2 separate regions of the Zea mays genome follow, and region 2 is linked to region 1. Evidence: chromatin contacts called from public Hi-C data. All regions are on one chromosome and are shown on one strand. The core of a region is the stretch at or near the end of the contact, and the rest is flanking DNA. Distances in the headings are between cores, read along the strand shown. Region 1 overlaps LOC732793 (bundle sheath defective 2). Region 2 holds the start of LOC100382165.

Evidence for each region. Hi-C and Micro-C count contacts between places; a contact is called where the count stands out from the background.
Region 2: a Hi-C map of leaf shows a contact between it and region 1, with 4 times the contacts expected there. The contact joins the promoter of LOC100382165 here to the enhancer-like site in region 1. A contact is called at or near these places in 2 of 25 Hi-C or Micro-C datasets (leaf and tassel).

What each region holds. Positions count from the first base shown.
Region 1 is chr1:162,007,605-162,013,515 of Zm-B73-REFERENCE-NAM-5.0, forward strand. LOC732793 (bundle sheath defective 2) reads left to right here. Exons shown (of 4, transcript NM_001112410.1): 4 at 1,826-2,054. The coding sequence ends at 1,913. It also overlaps the pseudogene LOC109941465. Among protein-coding and RNA genes, the nearest start is that of LOC100277962, 10 kb to the right of the region's middle. Within about 2 kb of position 2,712, at least 5 of the 20 cell types and tissues checked have an H3K27ac peak or open chromatin away from gene starts, as enhancers often do. A contact at or near this core is called in leaf, where this site is marked.
Region 2 is chr1:162,312,639-162,318,549 of Zm-B73-REFERENCE-NAM-5.0, forward strand. LOC100382165 reads right to left here and starts at 2,993. Exons shown (of 3, transcript NM_001174925.1): 1 at 2,885-2,993; 2 at 121-1,605. The coding sequence starts at 1,591.

The DNA.
Region 1 (5,911 bases), core at 1,462-3,961:
TCAGGGTCTCTTCCTCCACTAGCGTCAGTACGCCATCGACATCCTAGAGCGGGCTGGCATGTCTTACTACAAGCCCTGCTCCATGCCTGTTGACACTCAGGAAGTTTTCTGAGGACGATGGGCCCCTAGTCACCGATGCGACGTCCTACCGGAGCCTGACTAGTGCCCTCCAGTACCTGACATTCTCCAGACCCGACATCGCCTACACCATCTAGTAGGTGTGCCTGCATATGCACACCCCGTGGGAGCCCCATCTCACTGCTCTCAAGCGGATCCTGCGCTACCTCCGCGACTCCCTCGATTACGGCCTTCTACTTCGACCCTCTCCGACGTCGGAGCTCGTGGTCTAAATCGACGCTGACTAAGCTGGTTGTCCTGACACGCGCCGGTTCACTTCCGGTTATGTTTGGCCGCCAACCTCGTCTCCTAGGCTGCCAAGCGGCAGCCTATTGTCTCCCGCTCCAGCGTGGAGGCCGAGTACCGCGTTCTAGCCAACGACGTGGCAGAGGCCTCCTAGCTGCGTCAGCTTCTCCACGAGCTCCGCAGTCCTCTTCAGCGCGTCAGCCTCGTCTACTGCAACAACGTAAGCGTGGTCTACCTCTATCAATCTCATGGAGATCGACCTGCACTTTGTCCCTGAGCGGGTCGCCACTGGTGACGTTCGGGTTCTCAACGTCACCACCACGCTGCAGTTTGCCGACATCTTCACCAAGGGGCTGCCATCGAGCGTCTTTACCGACTTTTGATCCAGTATCAACATCTGCATAGGATAGAGTTGATACTGCGGGGGTGTTAATACTGTTAGGGTTTCGGGGCTAGTCCCTATGTAATTCTTGCATACCCTCAGTGTAATGTAATGGGCTTGGCCCAATTACTCAGTATATATATGCACTCCCAACCCAGTTAGGGTTAGGGTTTCCTATTCCAACTATATATATAATATATATGTATTGTAAATTAAGAAAAGGCTAAAGTTATGATGCACCAAAACTCAACTTTATGGGTAGGGATGACAACTTAACTCGTAAATCCAAATTGAATTAGATAAATAGTTCAACATCTCAAAACTAGAATAATGTTATTGGTTCGGTCGACAAGAACTTAACGATATGTTTGCTTCTTTTATTTAGAGTAAAATACACTACTAGTCCCTAAACTTATACCGTTGTATCATCTCGATCGCTAAACTCTAAAAATGCACATCAAAGTCCCTAAACTTGTAAAATTGTATCCTTCCGATCTCTAAATTTGAACGTGCACATTTCGATCCTTATACTTATATGGTTGTCATTTAGGTCTCTAAACTTGGTTTTGGTGTCATCAAAGATCCAAACTATTTGGATTGGTATAAGTACAACGACTAGAATGTGCATGTTGAAAGTTTAGGAATCACGATTATACAACTTCACAGGTTTATGCACCTAGATGTGCACTTTGGGAGTTTAGAAAGTAGGATGATACAATCCTACAAGTCTAGGAATTGGTAGTGTATTTTACTCTTTTATTTATATAATTTCCTTCTTTAAACTTGTACCATATATTAATATGAAATTTGAATTTTATGCAACAGTACTTTTTTACGGTTTTGCTTAATTATGTTAGACGATTTTTTGCCCCCCACCCCTCATAAATTTTTCTGTCCTTGAGACCATCTATGTATCAACCATTTAGACAAATTAGTCTCCTCTAACGTAAACTCTAACTTACGTTAATAAATCCTTAGACACATATCTGCTCAGTAATAAGTATCTTAATAAATCCTTTGATTCGTTTGAGGTTCAGCAGCTTGTATTGACCCGACTGGTCGTTACTTTTTATGTTGCAGAGGCAAGCGTGAAATCCTATGTGGGAACTGTAATGGTGCTGGCTTCTTGGGTGGATTTCTAAGCACTTTCGATGAAACTGCGCAATAGTCATCGGTTTAGCACTTTCGATGAAACTGCGCAATAGTCATCGGTTTAATTTATGTTTAAGTTACATTGAGGGACCCATAATATATGTATCGTGTTCCATGGACACATAATCATATTATATAAAATAATATTTTTAATGAATACTCCTTCGTCCACTTGATTTGGACGTTCTGGGTTTTTATAGACATGTCATGAGATTGACAAAATGACGTATGTGACCCTACTTCAACTTAATTAAGTGTTACTTACAAGACCGTAAGGGCATGTACAATAGACACTGTTGCATGGTACTCTAAGTATAAGACACAACTAAAACACAATATAATATAGTGGACATGTCTAAAGCATGTGTCTTACCATATTCATTGTACCAATCAGAACATTCAATAAATTAAAGTGACCAATCAGCTAGTCTCCTGCCTCGAACATATAGCTAAGACACTGTGTCTTCGTCAAGATATATGTCTTGAGTTTTTTTATGTTCAACCCTCTGGATACACTCGAAGATACAACTCAAGACACTCATTATACATACTCTAATAAAAAGTAATTAAATAGGACAGGGTCGGATGAGCATGGGAGGCAGCGACGGTAGGGGGCGTTGGCATATGTGAATAGGGGTGTGGTAGGTTCCATTTCGAGAAGTTGCCGATTGGACATAGGGGTTCGATCACCAGCGTGACAAATTTATTGGACAAACGAGTTCGGCTAAAACGATTAAATTAAGCGGATGGATGGAGTAATTTTTAAATGTAGTATTTGTCTGAAAAAAGCAGCCAATTGGTAGCAAGAAGGCCAATGGGCCTGCTACTAGCCCATAAAGGGCTGACTTGTTGATGACGCACGGTTTATATATATACATATATAGAGAGACTTATGTAAATGCGATGGTTGTTTAAACATAATATTTACAATAATACTAACTATAAAGATAATTCGACATATTTTAGTCGCAATCGTTTAAATACTAAGGTGAATGTAAAGGATAAAAAACTCACAATTGTTCATACGTAAAAATTATAAATCTAAGACAAATTGAACAGATTTGATAACACCTAGTTTGGGTATCCGTTGGTAGGTACCACATGGACATCTGCAACGACTTATCCACGAGCTAGTAAGCGAGCTACAACTTGATGTGACAGTCACCTCCATAGCCCCCCTTCTTCAGGTCAAAGATGGGAACATTGTAGCCCTTTTTTTTGAAAATCCAGGAGGGAAGAACCCCTACTGTAGTCCTAGGGTGTGCCGGCAAGGTAGACGCCTCAAGATCGATCTCAGAACCATGCCCATGCCGCATGGTGATGAAGAAGGGATAGTTCGCCCTTAGAAAGAGCGCATGATCTCCCCCAAGTTTGTCACTTGTCGCTGCCAGCGTTGAGCTCGTGAAGCGACATGCCGAGGTCGCGGAAGCTCCTCCTGCCGTCGAATACCAGTCTGCTCACGTGACTCTGCCAACAGTAAATCTGCCCATACTTGTACACACACCTTCGACTTCGTAGCCATGCATGTAGATGAGCAGAAGCCACTGATGCCCACCGCTCGAAGCGGCCAGGTAGAACTTGCGCCGGTCATGGTCGTGCTGGTGGCTGATCTCATCAATCTTCGGTCCCTGAATCACAACGGGTTCCATTGTGGCTCCATCGTCCAGGTGCCACGAGCAAATTCGGCCTAGCTCGTTCATATCGAACAGCTTCCCATCGAGAACATAGCAACGGTGAGGTGGTCGTTAGCGTGCACCAGTGTGTGGCATATTGCGACCTTAAGGATCTTGTGCATGTTATCAAAGATGTAGCTGCTAGCGATGCGGATCTGGAGGTCGTCGTGCACCTCGACTCCACTAATGGTGGCAAACGATGGCAGGCCCTTCAGTCCATGGTCGCCAGTCACCCATGGTTGCTGCCGATCCAGATCTGGCCCTTCAGTCCATCAGCCTCGCTGATTAAGGACTTGCGGTCGTCGCCGTCGTTAAACACGTCGTGCTGGCCAAATGTGCCCACCCCAATGTTGTACTCGATCTCGCAGACATCGAGGTCCAAGCCGGACGTGAGCAACGCGGGCACGCCCGGCCACAAACGTGAATACTTCTCATAGGCCATGGACCAAGGACCAACCCCTGCAGACGACAAGGAAGCAGAGGATACTGATGGGATTGAGACGCTCCCTGACGGGGTCATACAACTGCGATTGGATGTCGGACCATGGCGATGCGGTGGCTGCGCTCATAGCCAAAAACACTGTCGATGATGAAGAATTCTTGGACGACAGTGACGAATTCTTGGACCTAAGTAATAGCAGTTTTCTGAAAACGGGTAGACATGTGTTTGGGTTTGAAAAATGCACAGTTCACACAATCCCAAAACGGATTACCAATATAACATGGCCAATCATGATCATAAGTGTGGAATCGTTTGTAACAAAGAGCAATAACGTTATTTAGTATGCACATTGTCGTTTGTAACAAAAGAGCATTGAGAATATCTAACAATTAGGTGTGAGGGAACATAAATATGTGAGAACAAATACTTTTTACCAGCAAGAGGATCCAAAAACAGAATTAAAGAGTCTCCACCAAATTAAATATAGCCCACTTTGAAAGGATCACGATGTCCAAGAGGGGGGTGCATTGGGCTTTTCTAAAAATCAACAACCCTAAGCAAGAGCCCAACATCACCCAACACCTAGCAATAAGAGAATACTACTAGAAATACAACAATACTAAGACAATGTTTCAACTACTTGCTAAACAAATAACAAGGTAAAATGCTTGAATTAAATGCGGAATGTAAAGCAAGGTTTAGAAGACTACTCCAATTTTTCCCGAGGTATCGAAGAGTCGGCACTCTTCTCTAGTCCTCGTTGGAGCACCTGGGCAAGGGTATCGCTCCCCCTTGGTCCTCGCAAGAACCAAGTGCTCACTATGAGATGATCCTTTGCCACTCTGGTGCGGTAGATCCCTCACGACCGCTTACAATCTTGAACCGGGTCACCAACAAATCCTCCAAGGTGATCACCGTGCTCCAACGTCACCAAGCCGTCAAGGTGATGCCGATCACGAAGACTAACAAGCCGTAAACTTTCATTTGACCAAGAGAAGCCTAATGCATGCAGTGTATGCTCTAGGTGGTTATTTCTTGCACTAATAAGGTCATAATGCGGTATTAAGATTTTCTAATCACCTCACTATGCTTTGTGATGCTTGCAATGCTCTAGCAATGTATGAGTGTTAATGTGGGCAGCAAGACATTCAATATGGTGGGTGGAGGGGGTATAAATAGCCCCACCTACAAAACTAGCTGTTACCAGAACTTCCTGCGCATGGGCGCACCGAACAGTCTGGTGCACCACCGGTGCGCCAACGGTGCGTCACTGGTGCGCCAACGGTCACTTCCAACGACTAGTTCTGACAGCTAGCCGTTGGGCTGATGGCACACCGAGCAGTGAACAGTGACTGTCCGGTGTGCCGGCTAAAATTCCAATTCGTAACTCGTTGCTCTCGAGTTTCTGTGGGGGAGAAGCTCTTCCCCGGGCCAGACTGGCCCCACTGTCAGAGGGCGCACCGGACAGTCCGATGCCCATAAGACAGAAATCCTAATTCTTATTTCCTTCTGATTTTCAAATCAGTTTTCGTTCTAACTCGTGAGTGTGTTATAGAGTGACACCTAGCACTAGATGTGAGTGTGAATATGCACCAACACTACACTAGAACTATCTTGGTCAAACTACTCATCGATAACCCCTCTTTATAGTACGGCTAAAATAAAATAGAAGACCTAACTCTATACCGAGTGACCTTCAGACCTAACTCTATACCGAGTGACCTTCATCTTTTGATTCGTCGTTTCAGCCGTCGCTTCAAGTTCTTATCTCGGGGATTGTTTTCACCGTTGTAGTACAACTTCCTATAATGCGACCTGTTGAGAGCTAAAAAGAGCCTCGCGGACGGTCCAGCCCTAAGGCCGGACGGTCCGCGGTCCGGACAGTCCGCGCGTGCGCAG
Region 2 (5,911 bases), core at 1,743-4,242, 310 kb after region 1:
ATTAAGGAGAAGAAATGCACCAGAAATTTGCATAGAGAAACAGAAATGCGCACAAACTCATTCAGAAATTTTTTTTTTGCATCGTGTAGAGTAGAAATGCACAATTTTGTGAATCCGTACCTTTGTCAGGTCCGATCTCTTTAGTCTCCAGTTTGCGCACTCTCGGTGAAGCCGTCTTCAGAATTCTCGAATTTTCTGTTCCAGAAACCTTTTTGCTGCTATTGATTGGGGGAGCAATTTTCTCTTTTCTGACTGTTCTCAGCTTAACACTCGAGAGAAACTTGCTAGACATGTTTATAGATCGAGACAGTTTCAGTGGACCTGTTTTAACCTTGTCTTCTCTCTTCCTTGGAAGGATTTGAGCATTGTTGCCAACTTTGTTCCCTGTCTTCTTTCTGTCGGTACGTTTCCCTGAAGTAAGTGATGGGGATGACAGAGTTTTTGTTGTACAACCCGTTAGCTTTGCCAATCTAGAAGGTTCCGCAGATGAACCCTTTGTGACATATGCTGGGGGTGACTTGATCTCCTTAACTTTTTTCACAGCTGATGTAACTGTAGGCCTGATTTTTCTCTCTGGGTTACTGAACTTGGTGGTAGAAGTAACATCTGCAGGTGTTCTTGTTGTCTTTGGTCCACTGGAGCTGTCGACTGCTGTATGAGTAGATGTCAGATGCGATGTTCTTCCACTTTTCTGACTTGCGCCTTTGTCTCTCGTCATACTCATCAATATGTCCTTCGCCTTCAGTTTTCCAGGCCCCTTCGGCAGACTCTCTGATTTAGCCCCAAGCAAGGATTGTTCATGCTTCTTAGAGGCTTTTACAGTATGAGGAGTCCTGATATCTGAACTTGCACACTCATTTTCTGATCGATCAGGCACAGGACCCACATGTGGCTGTTCCTCAACTTCGCATACACTGTCAGCAGGCAGAGTGGTATCCTCCTCCTCAATGTGTTCGTCAGATTCATCGATCTCCTGGATAGCTAATGGCATCTCCAGCTCAATGCTTTCAGCTCCATCCAACGACTCCCCATTTCCACGGTCTGTCACATCATTATGAGATACGACAAGGCATTCTGCATCAATTGGCGGAGTTCCAGCCACAAGTTCAGATGCTTCAGCTGACGAATCTTGCACGTGGGGATTGCTTTCAGAATGATCAGGTGCCTTTTCAAGTGATGCTTTCAGGGTGATGAATTCATGCTTAGCAGGAGCAGTACTGCTACCACTTTTTACCTGAGAAATCTTGAGCTTCTGGTCCTCCTTTCTTGGTCTGATTTTTTGTGTTGGTACGATTTGAACCCTCTCGAGTTCCTGCTGGCTCCAAGTGCTCGCACGGCGCAATTGCTTGCGACTAGCAGGCCAGTACTTGTTGGGTTCCGAGGAAGGCTTGATCCCAAACTTGCAGCTGTCATGGCAAGAGCTGGTGGGTGCTCGTAGGTAACGCGGGACCGGCTTCTCCTTCCTCCTAACAACAGGTGTCATGCTGCTACCATCCATGGCTAGTGGAGCAGCATCTGTCAGGTCTTCGCATTTCGGTTGTGTTGGTGCAGGAGTGGAGGTGACGGCCTCTTTGATCACTTTTTCAGTCATTAGAAGCACAGATGCTGCAAATGCGGACACAGATGTGATGTGAGCAACACAAAAAAAGAGATGATGATATTCTGGTCTCAAACACAAGCGCATAACTGCAACAGAAGTGTGTGTGCTCACATTATTATATCAGTTTATTCATTTTTTTAAATAATGAACTGTTGCCCATCATTGCCCTATAATATTTTTGTGACTGAATGCACCTTTCCAAGGTCTTCATTGCAAAAGTACATAGAACTTGTTGCATAAGTTCACAAGAAAGCATTTAGGGAGGGAGCTGTTGATTCCCCTTTAGCCCTACTAATTCCCACTAAACCAAAAAAAAAACTATTGATTCCCCTTTGGCCATACTAAACCAAAAAAGCTAACCAACCTTGATAATGGAAAGGGTTTGTGAGTTACTCCTACTTATTTGTGCGAGTAAACCACATTGCGCAACCACCCAAAGCATATTCTATCCGTTCCTAAATAAACATACACCTCGCTTACTCCCGAGGTGTTAAGTTTTTATTTTACGTTTGACTAAATTTGTACAAAACTATGTGAATATTTATGATGTATAATAAGTATTCTTAGATTACGCATGGAGTATATTTTTATAATAAACCTATTTGAAGATCAAAACATTGGTACTTGTAGTCAAACATATAGTATATTAGAACGTAATAATGAGCCCAAAAAAAATAATTCAGTCTACAGCATCACCGTCCATAGGCCTATATATTTTAATCCGTACCTACTGCAGTATGGCTCATCACGGAATCATATTTTATATAGAAACCTTTTTTTTTCCTCCTGTTATCGTACGTAAAGATTGCGACGAGAGTATGAGACCCTCTGTCATTGATTGGCTGATACTTGTTGTGGCTGTGTGGGTTTAGCAGCCAAATCCACGACAGTACCACACCAAACTCGGTTTTCAGGTAAACATGAGCCAAATAAATAGCAAGACACGAGAAACGATTTTCGTCCCTCCCGGGGAACTGAAAGTGACCACATCTGGAGATAAACCCGAACCAACCAACGTACACGAACGACGAAGATCGAGACATGCATGAAACACGCGCATCGTTTCTGATCCGCGCTGCGTGCGTACGTGTCCGAACCTCAGGCCGAACACCGCAGGGGAGGGGACCGACAAAAGCGAACTCAAGACCGAGCCCGGATCGGACCGGCGGCGAGGCGACAGACGACGACGGCGATCTTCAGAAGAAGAAGAAAAAAAACGAACGGACGCAGGAACATGCACAAGGAACATGTATAGTGTAGAAGGCAGTGAGTATTAAACCGTACCTCTCGGCGATCCTCGACGGATGAGATTCAGGTTTCGGAGGTGCGGGCGAGACGGTGGCAGAGGCCGACCAGCGGTCGTCGACGGATTGAGGAGTGGCGTCCCTTGCCGCCGCCGCCGCCGTCGGGAGAGGGAGAGGGAGAGGGAGAGGGAAGGGGTCGGTGCAGGGTGGTGATGGGTTGGTGGAGCCATGGAGGAGGGGAAGCTATTAGCGTGGGAAAGGAAGATGTGGGGTCGTCTGTCCGTCCGTCCGTCTGCGAAGGCGAGGTATGTGCTATGTGTGTGTGCATCGACCGGGTTCATGCTCATGGACCTACATGTCAGCTGTGGCGATGGGTTTCGTTTTGTCAGTTTTTGGAGCTAAAAGTGGGTTTAGCCAGGGCTCCAAGCAACAAACAACCGTGTAAGCGATCTTTGTAGGGCTCAAAAAGCCTGACCAGTGGCTTTAGGGGGACGGTCTGTTTTTTTTTTCTTCTCTTTTGGTTTAATTCAACGAAGCGGGGGCGTTAGTTGTAACTCCCTTTGGCAGGAATAGGGTGTGCGTTTGAGGCTGGCTCCAACAAGGTCCCCTAAAGGGTTCTCTACCCTAAATATAGAGGACCAAACGGTCCTCTACGCTCTCCAGCAACGTCCTCTAAACGGTCCTTTAAATTTAGAGGACGCTGCTGGATTCTCTATATATAGAGTTTCTCTAAACGATCCTCTATTCATTTGACTACTTTAAATAACCGGTTTAGCAAAACTAAAATATGTACAATATATTTGAGAGTATGATAAACACGTATGTACAAAAAATAAAATTAAAAAATGTCTTTAATATAGGTATTTGAGTATAGAGAACGTGATTTAGAGGACGTTGTTGGAGAGAAATGAGATATAGAGGATAAAATCTTTTAGAGGAGACTGTAAAGGACAGATATAGAGGATGAATATAGAGGACGTTGCTGGAGACAGCCTGAACGAGACTGAGTTTGAGGTTGGTTATTAGCCGGGTTAATTTGATTCGTTTAGTGTGTCTGTTTGGAAGCCTGCTGGTCTTGATCTAATTAAAACAATTGTAAACTATATGTATGTTGAATTCTTTCTTCCAGACTCTAATTAACTAGCTAACCGGTGGCCATATATACTAATTTTAGACCAAAACTGGTGTAAAAGAAAACTGACCTCCTCCGCTCGACCTTGTTAACAAGTCACGGCATCGCCGCCAATAGTGCATAGACCGAGCCCATGCATGCGTCCAATCAAGCTGAACGGCCCCATCCCAGCTGCGTACGTAGAAAATGCAAATGTGATTAGGCAGGAGAGGACAGATGGAATCAGCTGAACTGAAACCACCGACCTCCCATCTAAATCTGCCTGCCCCCGCCGCTCACTCGTTGACAAAACCATAACCACGCGGTCCTCACGTGGAGACAGTTAACAAGCAAACAAAAATATTGGTTCAGACCTTGTTAAAGGAACGGTAATGAGATCTCTTACTGTCGGTAATGGTTACTAGTTATAATTAAATTGGATAGTAGTACCTAATAATACTTAAAAGAGCTTAACAACACAAAAATATTGGTATATCTATTACCCCATGTAAACTATTTACATTACATTTCGGTGAAACAAACACCACCTTAATAGCCAACACTATGGATCGGGCGTGTGCTTTTTGGTACTATTTGTTTGCCTCCATGCGGTGCTGCCGCTTCTCTCTCGACTCTACAGCTGTGGTAATGGTAGCGCAGAAGCACGCAGCAGTCCAGTCAATACCACCACCATCACGTGCACGCCCACGTTGTTGATTTTATGGCGGCGAACGCGCGCAGAACTTTTGATCCGATCTCGACTCAGTGATCCCCGAGAATATTACTGTATATCCTCTCGGTTCTAAATTATTTATTACATTGTTTGGTGGTATCCCATGATAAATTATTTTTAATTTAACTATATTTATTTAAAAAAACCCATCAATATCTATGAAACAAACTTATTATCATTATCATCGAACGAAAATAGTGGAGAGATTCTTCTAGCGTTTTGTTATTACATCCGAAGCTTTATCTTGTCTCTCCTAGTTCCGTATCTCATCTAGACTGATGACCCATGTCCATGCATATGGGTTATATAACAACATGATGTGTTTAGCCACAGTGCAAACCATGATTTTAAAAATACCCCACTTCGTTCCACAAATTATAGAGATAATTACAAAGATTTATAACATCAAATAGGTATAGTATAAAAATATAACTAATGAAGCATCTCATGGTACTTATCTAGTACCATAAATATTATTATCTCATTATATGAATTTGGTTAGATTGGAGACGCTTCGGCTCTTAAAAAAAAGTTGAAATCTCTACTCCTTCAAAGCACGAGTTTCCACCGTCGTACTTCGTCGTGCGTTAGGCGCGAATCGCGTATGTCGTTCGTCCCTCTCCCCCCCCTAAAAATGATGGAAAGATATGCTAACTTCATAAGTCCATTCATGAATTGAAGCAAGCATATCGGAGTTGAAATCTGCATTTTGAAAAAGTGATCAATGTGTTTGGTCTCATAAAAAAATCTAGAAGAGCCTTGTATTTACAAGAAGGTTAGTGGGAGTGCATTTGTATTTCTGATCCTATATGTCGATGACATACTATTGATTGGGAATAACATTCAAATGCTTGAGGACATTAAATCTTCATTAAGAAAGAGTTTCTCAATGAAAGATTAAGAAGAGGCATCATATATTTCTTGCATAAAGATCTATAGAGATAGATCAAAAAGACTAAATGGATTAAGCCAAGGTATAAATTGACAAAGTATTGAATCGGTTCAATATATAGAATTGTAAGAAAGGATTCTTGCCAATGTCACATGGCATTAATCTTTGCAAGAGCTAGTGTCCAATGACAATTGATGACCAAGAAAGGATGAAAACGATTCCTTACGCTTCGGCTATAGGATCTTGCATATATGTAATGCTATGTACACGCCCAGATGTCTCCTATGCTCCAAGTCTTATGAGAAAGTATCAATCAAATTATGGTGAAGCT